Linked DNA regions of Mus musculus: region 2 is linked to region 1. A link is a contact called in public Hi-C data. All regions are on one chromosome and are shown on one strand. The core of a region is the stretch at or near the end of the contact, and the rest is flanking DNA. Distances in the headings are between cores, read along the strand shown.

Region 1 (6,189 bases), core at 2,755-5,254:
CATGAGCCGAGGAACTTTCTCCAGGACTCCAGCAGAGGGCGCTACAGCCAACCTAGCCAAGTCCCAACATTTCCAGCTGGGTTCTCAATGATCAGACCCAGGGAGATCACATCACTACAGGGACCCAGGCAGGCCCATCTTGTTGCTAATCCCCATGTGCTCTTCTTGATCCCTATGTCACGAGTATGCATAGATTCACAAAGAGACGCAAATGGTAGAGAACTATAATTTGTAGGTTTGTCTTAAAGAGGTCCTTTTGTCCTGAATCCCACTAGTGATGCTAACATGCTCAGGATGACCGTGGTACATGGGGGGGGGGGGCAGGGGGAATGCCTTATGAAGTCTCTTAGCCAATGCAGAGTAGTCTCAAAGTTGACCCTGGGCTATTATTTTAGCTGTCATGGTGATCCAGCTAATTCTTCCAAGGGGTTGCAGTCCCAAGAGCAACTGACTTTCCACTCTTTCTTCACTCCCTGGCCTGCAGTAGCCTTCTGCAGTGCCTGGTGTAGGAAGTGCACAGTGTTCTGGATGCCAGGCTGGCCTACATGGGGTGGTGTGGGGGCGGGGCAGCAGGAGAAGCATGGGCCTATGCTCTTCCCTGGAGCTCATGCTGATTGCTCTGCCTGGGCTGGGGATGCATCCTGTGATTTCCCGAGTGCTGGCTGGGGTGTGTGGCTCTGATGCAGTGGCCTCCAGCACTCTTACCTTTTCTTGATCTTCCCAAGGAACCAGAGCAAGCTCTTGGTTGGCGATGAGAAGGGGCGAATCTTCTGCTGGTCTGCTGATGGGTAGGAGACAAGGAGCTGGAGGGACCGACCTGAAAGCCTGGAGCCCTGGGGTCGGCAGCAACAGGCTACAGGCACAAGATGATGTGTAGCCTGGGCTGCTTAACCAGAGCAAGTTTTGGGGGGGCTCCACTCCACACAGTTCTCAAGGAGTCCCTGATGGTTTGCACCGTGTACCCTAAACATGTCTGTAGTCTATGGGACTTCTGTAAGAAGGATCTTGGTAGACACTGATGCTGGAAACTGACGCTGCATGGGAAATTTCTACGTGGCTCACTTCACCAAGGCTTATTGCACTGGGAAAAGAAGAGGGGGTGGGTATTGGTTCATGGAAACCACCCCACTGTCTTTATTTTATTAAAACTCCATTTTCCTAATGGAAGGCTGCTTGAGCGTTACCTTGTCTGGTTTCATCTGAATTCTTACACGTCAGCAAGGCTCCTGGGAGTGAGAGGAGTTGCCGGGCAGACTGTTGCTCACCACAGGCCATACATGTGACTGCCACCTGGCAGGAGTGTCAGGTAGAACAATACACCAGGCCTGGGCATCCCTCCCTCAACTTTACCTCAACAAAAGCAGGTAGCGGTTTCCAGTCAGGCCCTGTCTTGGTCATCTTGTCCGTCTTTTCACTGTGCCCCTCATGCTGATTTGAGCCGTTGCTCATCTTGGAGAAATAGGGATTGAGTAAATCCCTCAGCCTTCCTCAGTCCTTTTCCTGACATTTCCCCCATAGGGCCCAAGTAGGGGTATGGCACCTCATGTTTCTCTAAGCCCGGAGAGGCTCTGGTGGCTGTCTGTCCTCCGGGCTTAGGGGTGGTAGGAAAATGAACTTGGTGTCTGATGGCTCTGAGTCATCCCACCATTAAGGAGTAGTAAGTCGACCTAAAGATAAATATTAAGGAAGGAGCAGCAGTGTGTGGACACGGAAACAGCAAAAGAGCACGGCCGGCCATCCTGATGTATCTGTAAACTTCTAGGGTTCAGCATAGAGGAAGCTGGGGGAGGGGCCTATTCCTTGGTCCAGGACAGCCTCCCCGGATGGGAAGGGCTCTCGTCTGACCCTGGGATCAAGGATCATGCCACTTCCCACATCATCTGCATGCACTATTAGCAGACAGTCCATTTGCAATCCCTTGTCCGGCTGGGTCTGCACGGAGGGCTATAAATATAACAGCAGAGAATACTGCTCCTTAGGAAGGCCAAGAGGCATGCCATAAATATCAGGGCTGGGCCTGCAGGCATTTTTCAAAACACAATCTTTAGCATTTATACAGAGTCGAAAGGTATGCTGGCCAAAAGTCTGCCTTCAGTCCACTCATTCTGTAAGAGTTTTAGCTTCTATTCACCCCCTATCAAATAGTTCTGGGATTTGCCAGCCTAGCCTCAACCTGCTCCTGCTGGGTCTGAACTACAAGAGGAGACAAGCTTGGGTCTTCATGCTAGAGTCTTAGGGCTAAGGTGTCGATGCAAACAAGGGAGACTCGAGGTGATAAGAAACGATATCCCATACTATAGAGTAGGCACAGGCGACCTTCTAGCTGCAGTTAGCTCAGGGGTGTAAAAGTACCCCATGCTGGGTAGTTTAAGTGACAGAAATGATTTCATAATTCTGGGGGCTAGAAGTCAAAAGCCAGGGTGCAGACAGGTTCATTTCCTTCTGGGCCTCTCTGACTTGTAGAAGGCACTTTCTCCTGTATCCTGCATCCTTGTGTGGCCTTCCCTCTGCCTGTCTGGACCCTACTATCTTCTTAGAATGACACCAGTTCTAATGGATACTAATCCATCAGTATCCCTTGCGAAGGCTCTGGGCGTGTCAGGCTGCAGGAAAGAAGAGCCAATGGACCAAAGTGGAAGCTATTGCCTTTATCCAGGGGCTGGAGGCTGATGAAGGGCAGTGTGAGTGAGAGCAAGGATCAGAGATGGCCCTCCTTAGGGAGCAGCTCCCCAAGAGTCAGCTAGGCAAGGATTGTGTGGCAGAGCTCAGAGCTGATGGTCCCAGGAGTGACAAGCTGGAGTCCAAACAAACACCCTCCATGTGTGGAGGAAGTTAGAGGAGAACTGTGTGGGGGTGTCATGTGTGCAGGATAGAATGTGGCCAGGGAAAGATGGATACCATGGAATTGATGGAGGTACTGTGAGGATGGGGAGGAGCTGCAGGAAGATAGGGTACTGTGGAGGAGAATGGGACAAGATGGGAGAACTGGCCACTGCTGTGGATCTGGGAAGATTTGGTGGCACCTGGCAATGGGGTCTTGGATGCATGTTACCTGCAGGAGGAAAACTGCTTCATACTGATCCAGAGGAGGACACAGATGTCCCTGAACCCTGGAAGATGAGTCTGGGTTGCAGACTCCTGAGGCATCGGCAGTAGATCATCCTGGGGTGAGGTGGGGGACTAGAGAAGACAGAGCAGAGCTGGGGTGAGGTCGAGAGGCCCTGATCCAGTAGAGGCTAAGGCCAGGCATTTGTGGCAGCTTTAGCAGGAGGTTCTTGCTGACCTAAGTGACCTCAGTCATTCAGTCACATGGTACTAGGCACCCTGGTCTGATGGAGGGGAGACAGGGCAGATGCCTGGGGAGGATGAGAGAGAGAGAGCTGATTTGGTATCACAGCCACAACTGAAGTCTGTCAAAGCAGGAGCATCAGCTACTGGGGACAAGGAGAGACAATTATCCAGATCCCTGCTGCCTTGCCGAGGTCTGAGCAGGGTCCATGAAAAGCCTGTAGGCACAGATGGTACCTGAGACAGAGCTGGAAATACTCCATTAAGTGAGTAGGTGACGGGTCTGGGACCATTCACTACTAGCGTCTCTACTTCCTGCCAACCGCAGCTTGTTTCTGCATCTGTAAAACAGGACCCCGGTGTCTGTCTTTGGACTTGTCACGAGATTGAAATAGTGTTCAGTGTATAATAAAATGATAGAATATAGAGTAAGGCACATTCTGTGATATATGACTTATCATAAATACAATGAAATGCTTGGGGAAGGAGCCAGCTCAGGCTGACATCCATGGCACGCTGCAAGCTTTCACTTTATAATGTGTCCATCCGTTCACTCACTAGTGTGTCTTGTTGAGCCAGCCCCTGTGCTGGAGCTCTGTGACAAGGCTGGGAAGAGGGGCAGGAGGCAGGGAGCAACAGGGGTGAGGATAGCACGTAGACTTGCTCCCCACACTACATCTGAGGCCACTGCAGAAGTGCGCACTGGATTGTGCCGCTTCTGAAGCACGCTGGGATGGGAGCCAGGCTCTCAGCAGTCCTGGCACTGTACACGGGAGGCCTCCTCTTCAAACATGAGGAAACATGACAGAATGGAATGAAGAGGCTGTCACCTCTGCCACGCAGCTGGCCAACTAGCTTGTGGTTCCAAAGCCTCTGAGGTCAGGGACCTCATACTTCACCCGCTGTAATCTGCTCAGCTCTGGCCCAGCAGCCATGCGGCCCCTACCACACTGGTTACAAGGGTCCCACTCACCTCACTTTGAGCCTCTACTCCACAGGGACATGCCAGCTCTGGTCACCTTCCAGGGGCATGCGCTAGTCCAGCGATTTGTTTCAGAATGCACGCCCTGATCCTCACTCAGCCTGCTGCATCCTATGAGGGATGAGGCAAGGCAGTCTGTGCAGCTGGACTCATCCTAACTAGAGGACTGAGGAGAACAGGGCTTGCTCTGAAAGCACAGGGTTGGCATAATGATGGGCACATGAGTTCTGGCAGCTGTCTCCCAAAGGCTCAGGACAGACCCTTCTGTAAATCTGGACAGGACTGGCTTTACCTGAGACACACACACACCCACCAAATATTCCTTGTACCTGAGAGATTCAATTTTAACCAGGTGTCTTGTGTTTGTATTTACCAAATGGTGACTATCAGGACTATATAGATGACAAATGAATTGTTTATATAGAGAAGACTGGCATTTAACAATGGAGTCTCAGAGAGGGCTCATGAGTCTTGGGACCACCAAGGGACTTCTAGGTTCTTTCTGGCAATCTTTCACAGGCCATGGCCTCCTGATCTACCTTGGCCCCTATCTTTCATTCCTTCATGTTCCAGGAGAGAAGCTCGGTCCATGGAAGTGACAGAAACTGCCTGACCCAAACCAGCAGCAGGAGCCATCATGGAGAACCGAGTCTCAGGGACTGTGGAGAACTCAGAGATTGGATTTGCCCATATTAAAATGCAGCAAGGCAGGGCACATTTGGGGAGGAATAGACTCTTCAGATGGAAATCTAGATGAAATTTGTTTAACATAAAAATCAAATCTTGCTGAGCCCAAATCAGCTTTCTATCAGTGAGTTCTTGGGCACATATCACATGTCAGACGGAGGTAGGGGTGTGTTCGTGCGTGGGGGCGTGTCAACTGCAGGCATGTGTGTGTGTGTGTGTGTGTGTGTGTGTGTGTGTGTGTTTGTGTGTGCGTGCTTTGGTTTCAGTTTTTCTCTTAAGACAAGCTTCCTGAAGTGCCTTTGTTAGCCTCCCCAGTAAACAGCAGGATACCCCAAATTGCTTCCTGCCCCCAAGTTCCTGGAGGTTCAGAGAGTACTTGTGTTTGCCTTGAGCTGAGATCTGAGCTAAGCTCTGCCAAACTGCTGTATCCTCGTAACACCCCTGTCTAAGATTCTTCACTATCTTTTACCAGGAATGTACCACAATAGCTTTCATGATCCCATCATGATGGGAAAGGGCAAAGAACACTCTACAGGTGCCATAAAAGTGATGCTTTGCAGCCTGAGGTCTGCACAGGAGTCCTTACTGATAGAGATGATGCTACCATCCACTGAAGCACTTGGCAAGCCGTTCAGTCACCTGCCTTGCATGGGGTCCATTGAGTATACAGTCTATGCCAAGCTGAGAAACTGACAGAAAAGGGCTGAGCCCAGGCAGAGTTCCTTAAAATCTGTGGCCATTGTGGGTTACACAAAACCTCTTATTGTCGTTTTACAGCACAGGGGGGAAAAGCAATTAATGATGTGTAGGTTGTTCTGAAAGTTAAATATGATAATTGTATGAAACTCCTAGTACAGAGCATGGGCCTTGGAAGCAGTAACAGCCATGAGAGCAGATGTAGTTTTCACACAGAGTCCGAAATGAGACCGGTGCCTTGGCCTCTCCTTCCCTCCCTCTGCCTCTAGCTGTGTGAGTTCCCGTTGAGATGTGACATGGTTCCCCGTTGCTGCAGCACTCTGAGATGTGACATGGCTCCCTGTTGCTGCAGCACTCTCAGGTTGTCTAGTTCACCCACTCGGTTATATACACAGTATTTGTCTTCAATGTCACTCATTTCATTGTTCTCAACACTAACTCCCTTTATGCATCTGTGATCTGTGAAGCCACAGGTTGGATGCAGTCTGTGGCTTTGTGTAGTTAACACAAAGATAGATGGAAAGGAAAGCCTTGGC
Region 2 (6,189 bases), core at 991-3,490, 340 kb before region 1:
TACCACAGACACATACTTAGCTCAGTAGGGACCACATTGAACAACCTGGAACTGTAAAAGCCTTTTTTGTGACTGCTAACAGAACAGTGGGTCTGGGGGAAAATCTCCCTCTCATTTTACTGTAAGTCTGCTTTGGGAGTCATAATAACCGGTATGATGGCCTTCTGTATTGGTTAGCATTTAACTGTGACCTTGTTTCCATATGTAGGTTTGCAGCCTCGCTAAGGCAGTGGTTCTCAGCCTGTGGGTCTCGACCCCTTGGTGGGTCACAGATCGGGTATTTACATTACTATTTGTAACAACAGCAAAAATACAGCTATGAAGTAGCAACAAAGTAACTTTGTGGTTGGAGGCCACCACAACATGAAGAACTGTGTTAAAGGGGTGTAACATTAGGAAGATCAAGGTCCACTGCCCTATGGCATCTTTGTATGTTTGCTTGGGTGAATCATGAGTGTAAAAACCAACATTTTCTCTTCTCTGAGGACTAATTATCCAAATAATAAGATTAAAATTTCTAATTTCTTCCCCCAGTTGTTCTAGCTTTGCCCACATTTCTGCCTTAGCTTGGGGACAATATCAGCCCTCCTGTAAGACATAGGATTCTGGGGGTAGGAGCACAGTCATGCCCCAATGGGGGGCCACCGGGACCATCTCAGCACACACGGGCACCCTTTGGCTTACCTGGCGTAATCTCAAACAGGTGCTTTCCTGGGTCCTCAGGGTCTGGAAGAAGTTCGGTCACTTGTGTCCCTTGTAGAGAAATAAATCCCTGAAATGGAGACAAACACAAATAAGAAACCCGAGCTGTCTGGGAAAGGGCTCTTCGGAGTGGGGGGAGGTGCTAGGACAGGGCCCAGCCCTTCTCCTGCTGAGGCAGGCTGGGTGCCAGTGAGAAGGATGTGTGTCTTTTCTGCAGCACAGGACCAAGCACAGAGGACCCCCTCCCCATCTGCACATTCAGCTGGAGGGTGGGAGGGGCTCTTCCAACAAGGGTGGGCGCAAGAGGGTGGGCCAGGACTCCCAGTGTAAGACTAGGCAAAACAAGACCAGAGCCAGGAGGACAGAGCTGGGTACTCCTGCTATTCCTCCCTGCCCCCCCCCCATTCCAAAGATTCACTGTAGGATCCCATGTGTGGAGCAAGAGGGGAGAGCCCTGGAGGCGGCACGTGGGACAGGCAGCATCCAAGATCTATGCGGGTTCAATCCCCTGTGGTCAGGCAGGATGAGGCTTCACTCACTTCTCGTTTGGTTTTATTTGTGTATTCGATTAATTATTAGGAGATTATCACTGCCGTGCTGGAGCTCAAACCCAGGGCCTCTCATTCTCCAGGCATGGGCTCTGCCACTGAGCTGCATCTCCAGCCTGATGGTTTTCCACTTTACCTACAGAACAGGAGTCACCAACATGCACAACATCACAGCCTTGACAGTGCCTAGCACAGCTGTCCTTTGGAATCCACGGTGTATTGGCTCCAGGACCCCCTTAGATGCTTTCTATGAAGCTCGGTCTATATGTCTGTATAATGGAACAGTAAGAGAGTTCCATAAGCTAGATTCCTGCTTGGTAAATCCTGCATGCTGTGTTGCTTCTCTCACACACAGGCCAGCCAGAGCCCTCCTTACTATCTGGAGGATTTCCTTAAGGCCACGCATGCTCAGCTTTGCTTAGCTCACACTCTAAGTGGCCTGACTACTCACACCTCTATCCTCTCCACGGAAAACCCCGTGGAGTTTAAACTCCATTCCCATGGTCAGATCTTCAGGGTGAAAGCCTGGCTCAGCTTTAGATAAACCATGTCCCTTCTCTGTACCTCAGTTGCTCTACCTGTGCATCCTAGGAGTTCCTGTTCTGAGCAGAAATGGAGGGATATCTGAGATGTCCTGAGCATAGGTCCTGGCACATAGTGAGAACAACTGTATGTGCTTGGTTCTGAGACATGGTTTCCCCATGTAACCCTGGCTGGTCTGGAACTCATCATGTAGACCACGTTGGCCTTAATCTCATAGAGATCTTTCTGCCTCTGTCTCCTGAGTGCCCATGATTAAAAGTGTGTACCATCATGCTGAGCTGAGAACTGTGTTAGCGAAGCAAACCTCTCTATTACATCTGGGCTCCATACCAGGTGGGAAAACATCCCAGGTGGGTGGCTCAGCGCCTGCTTCCACACTTCCCTCCCCCGTTCCTGTGCCTGCTAGCAGACGCTCTACTCTCGGGCCTGGACCATTTTAGTGTATTCCTATAATGTCCTCACAGTAGACTACATCCTGCTGCGCAGATAAGGAATCTGGGGGTGGGGAACATTAACCTGAAGAAGAGTCAAGTCATTTTTGGCAAGTTCTGGCTCTAGCAGGGCAATGGGAGCCTTATGTCTGCTGGCATCTGTGCCTCGGGAGCATATGGAGATGCCTCTTCTCATTTAAGCAACATCAAGGCGGACTGGTATCTGTACCCACAGAGGCTGGCTCTAGGGAAATTATAGCAGTAAGCCAGGGATCCAGCTGGTAATTGCTGTAACTGAATTACTGGTTGCATTCTTGCTAGGGAGCCTGGAGCTACAGGGAATAAATTAGGACAGCAGCCCCAGGATGGGAGAACGTGCTCATTAGAGGGCGTGGGCGAGGTCCATCACTGGGTCTCGGCACATGCTGTTTCCGTTCCGTAACTGACACTGCGATGGGGTACATTGCTGTGCGTTTCCCCTCTGCTTCAGGAACTGTCATCCGCACAATGGGAGTAGCAGTATCATCACTGACATCACTCTTTATGGAGGCTAGAGGGAAAAGCAGAAATAGCTTCTGTTGTGGGAAATGGTCCTATGTTCCTGGCTCTTAGCCTACATGATTGACTAGAAGCTCTGCGGGGCAGGTGCTGCTATTGATACCTCGCTGCACTAGAGGATGGTGTTGGGGGAGGCAAAGGGCAGAGTCCCATCTCTGCTACCACCTGGGATTTGAGCTGTCACTTCCCATCCTGCTCCCCATTGTGACAGCAGCTTCCCAACAACTCAGCCAGCTTCCAAGAAGCTGCTGCGGGAGAGCCAGATGGGGATTTTGGGGTCTATAAGTCCCTTTGTACCTCCACCTAATCCCTGTGTGGCCCTGTCACTGCAAGGGACCTTGACACCAAACCTGTGGCTTCACCCAATACCCCGAGCCTCCCCAAGGTTAGGACTGAAGCTTTGATCTGAGGGTACTGGAGTAGGGCAGGTTGTGGTGGTCCCAAGAAGTCTGCTCTCCTGTTCGGTGGTGTGGTGTGTGTTAACACTATGGTGAATGTGTCTGTAAGGAGTCTAACAAAGAAGAATTCCTATAACAACCTTGACCTTGTCTCCCAAGCTACCGCAGAGCTTGTTGAACACAGAGGGCTTGCTTGTGTAGTCTTACAATACAGAAGACAAAACACCCAGCTTACATGTTTGCCGTCCTCTGTAGGACACAGGTTTCTTTCCTTCATGGCCATTTTCATGATGTCACTGAACGTGGGGTTGGGACGAGACTCACTCTAGCATTTGCCTCTTGTGATCATCTCAGAATACCGGGCACAGTCAATGCAGCCAGATGAGAAGGGGTGCAGATGAGAGCTGAATTCTCACCTTTGCTTTCACTACGATTCATTTAACTGAGGGTCTGGGTGAATCAATTGTGCACCACAGGCCTGCCTGTTCAGAGTAGCACGGGACTCCACCCTGGAGTTTTGAATTCCACGGCTTTGTAGAAAGTAGCTGGATCTGTATTTCTGCTTAATTTGCTGATGTTGGTGGCCCCAGAAATACTCTGAGACCTGCTGCTCTAGAGTAGGAAAGGGTGTGTACCTTTCCTATGAGTTTAGTCCTTACTTAAATTTGCTCCCCTGTAGAATAACTCCCTGACCCACTGTGGCAAGGCAATGGGTCGTGATCTACTCTAGAGAGACGATATGGACTTCGGTTGAAATTCTGTGCCCTAGGCATGCAAGTCACAGGAACAATGAGTATCCATTTCTAACCTCTCAGATAATGCCCCAACCATAAAGTTTTTGGTATATTCCGGGGGAGGAGGGAGTGTTCTAATGAGCATTAGCAAGGCCCCACTGGCCTTCTTAAAATAGTGTGGGGCTTGGGCTCTGGAAGCTCATGATCTGCACTAGAGTGGCATCCCTTGTTGAAAGCCTTGTGGGCACACAGAGAGAGTACACAAGCTCCATGGCCCTTCATCCTTTCCCTGGGTCTGAACTTATCATGAGCACATTGGTTGTCAGGAGGTTTTTCTCAGCCTGCATGTCTGAGCTCATTCCTACAGGCTGTAGCTGACTTGGCACATCTTGCCAGAGAACCCAGAATGCCCGACCAGTTCTAGAAACTGCACACGGAGAGCAGAGCTCTGGGAAGTGGGTAGGGCGAGCCTGCTTTTGTGTGAGAGTATATTTTATTGACAGCAGCAAATTAAAATGCTTACTTAAAACTCTATCATCTAGCTGGGGGTGGTGGTACATGCCTTTAATCCTATTATTTGCTAAGTAGAGGCAGGCAAATATCTGTTAGTTTAAGGCCAGTTTGGTCTACGTGAGTTCCAGACAGTTAAAAATACATAGACAGACCCTGTTTCAACCCCTCTCCCCAAATTCATCATCTATAGGATGTATTAAATGGAAGCCCCAGAGCAGATCTTCCAACAGCCAATGCCCATGATTAGTTTAGAACTAGGGAAAGGAGGAAGGGCCCTAGAGCTTATGTGTTCTTGCTGTGTGCCCACAGGCTTTCAACAAACAATGCTACCATGAAGGAGAGACCAAAGGGGAGTGGTTTATTGACAAGGCTCACTTCTTATCGTGTTCCCTCACAATGGGAACCTAGGGTGTAGTGTGATCCTTAGGGGCTGTTTGAAATTCTGAAAGTCTGCTATATCAGATTCTGTGTCTATTGGTTATCTATAGCAACCCAACACACTCAAAACTTAGCCTAAAACTATAGCATCAGTTTATCAAATGGCTTCTGTAGGGCAAGAGTTTGGAGGCGGGTTAGTTGAGCAGGGGAGGCTTTTTAAGGAGGCAGTGAAAATTCAGAGACCTGAAAACCCGAGGGAGACCAGTGATATGTTTTCCAGCTGGCTCATTCAACAGAAGCTACAAACCAGACCCAGAGTCCTGAGGTACAGAGTAGTGTGTGAGTGACATACACGGCGGGGGGATTGACAATAATTCAGCTCCTCAGAGGGAAACATGCTTAGTGAGCTTGAGAACAAGGACTCAGAGAAAAGATCCTAAGATGGAACTAAAAAACTTTTATTCTTTTATTTTTATATATGTATTTAGTGTGTGTGTGTCCGTGTTGTGTGTCTGTGTTGTGTGTCCGTGTTGTGTGTGGAGGTCAGAAGAGAACTTGCAGGAGTCACTTCTCTGCTTCCAGAGACTTTTCTACACACAAATAATAAACTTGCTTAGAAACTGAAAAAAAAAAAAAAAAAAAACGAACTGCTTCATTCAGCCATAACTTAACAATGTAAATCTGAGGGAAGAGTTGGAAGGGGGGAAAGGAAAGGGTAGAAGGGTGTAAATGCTGTGTATGAGTTCTTTGAATAAAAATTGTAAATACCTAGCCATTAACGTAACCAAGAGCTGGAAGACCTCTACACTGAAATGCTAAGACAAGGACAAAGAGGCTACAGAGACTGTTTGTTTGGTAAGTGCCTGCCATGCAAGCATGAAGCCTTGAGTTTGATACTCCAGAACCCACATAAAGACAAGCACGCACAGTACTGTGTGCTTGCCATCCCATTGCTGGGGAGGTGCATAGAAAACCAGAAAGGGCTTAGAACAAGGAGACACCTTTGAAACAGAATAGCAAAATTGGAGATCTAAAACTATAATGAGACATATTATAAAAGTACAATGAATGATCAAAATAAGATACTGACATCAAGTAAATCAACTAAACAGAATAGACAGTTCAAAAATAGACTCATGCCGGGCGTGGTGGTGCACGCCTTTTAATCCCAGCACTCAGGAGGCAGAGGCAGGTGGATTTCTGAGTTCAAGGCCAGCCTGGTCTACAAAGTGAGTTCCAGGACAGCCAGGGCCAGGGCTATACAGAAAAACCCTGTCTCGAAAAACCAAAAAAAAAAAAAAAAAAAAAAAAAAAGACTCATACATATTTAAAAAACTTTGTTTTCTCTGGGACAGGGTTTCTCTGTGTAGCTCTGGCTTGTCCT

The links. Hi-C and Micro-C count contacts between places; a contact is called where the count stands out from the background.
Region 2: a Hi-C map of cerebral cortex shows a contact between it and region 1, with 2.9 times the contacts expected there. The contact joins two enhancer-like sites. A contact is called at or near these places in 4 of 484 Hi-C or Micro-C datasets (cerebral cortex, cortical neurons, embryonic stem cells and 1 more).

The regions. Positions count from the first base shown.
Region 1 is chr14:32,954,541-32,960,729 of GRCm38.p6, reverse strand. Wdfy4 (WD repeat and FYVE domain containing 4) reads left to right here. Exons shown (of 59, transcript NM_001146022.2): 59 at 726-1,183. The coding sequence ends at 792. Among named protein-coding and RNA genes, the nearest start is that of Lrrc18, 34 kb to the left of the region's middle. Within about 2 kb of position 4,004, at least 23 of the 459 cell types and tissues checked have an H3K27ac peak or open chromatin away from gene starts, as enhancers often do. A contact at or near this core is called in cerebral cortex, where this site is marked.
Region 2 is chr14:33,293,287-33,299,475 of GRCm38.p6, reverse strand. It overlaps Arhgap22 (Rho GTPase activating protein 22), which reads right to left. Exons shown (of 11, transcript NM_153800.4): 4 at 685-772. Among named protein-coding and RNA genes, the nearest start is that of Gm41130, 64 kb to the right of the region's middle. Within about 2 kb of position 2,240, at least 29 of the 459 cell types and tissues checked have an H3K27ac peak or open chromatin away from gene starts, as enhancers often do. A contact at or near this core is called in cerebral cortex, where this site is marked.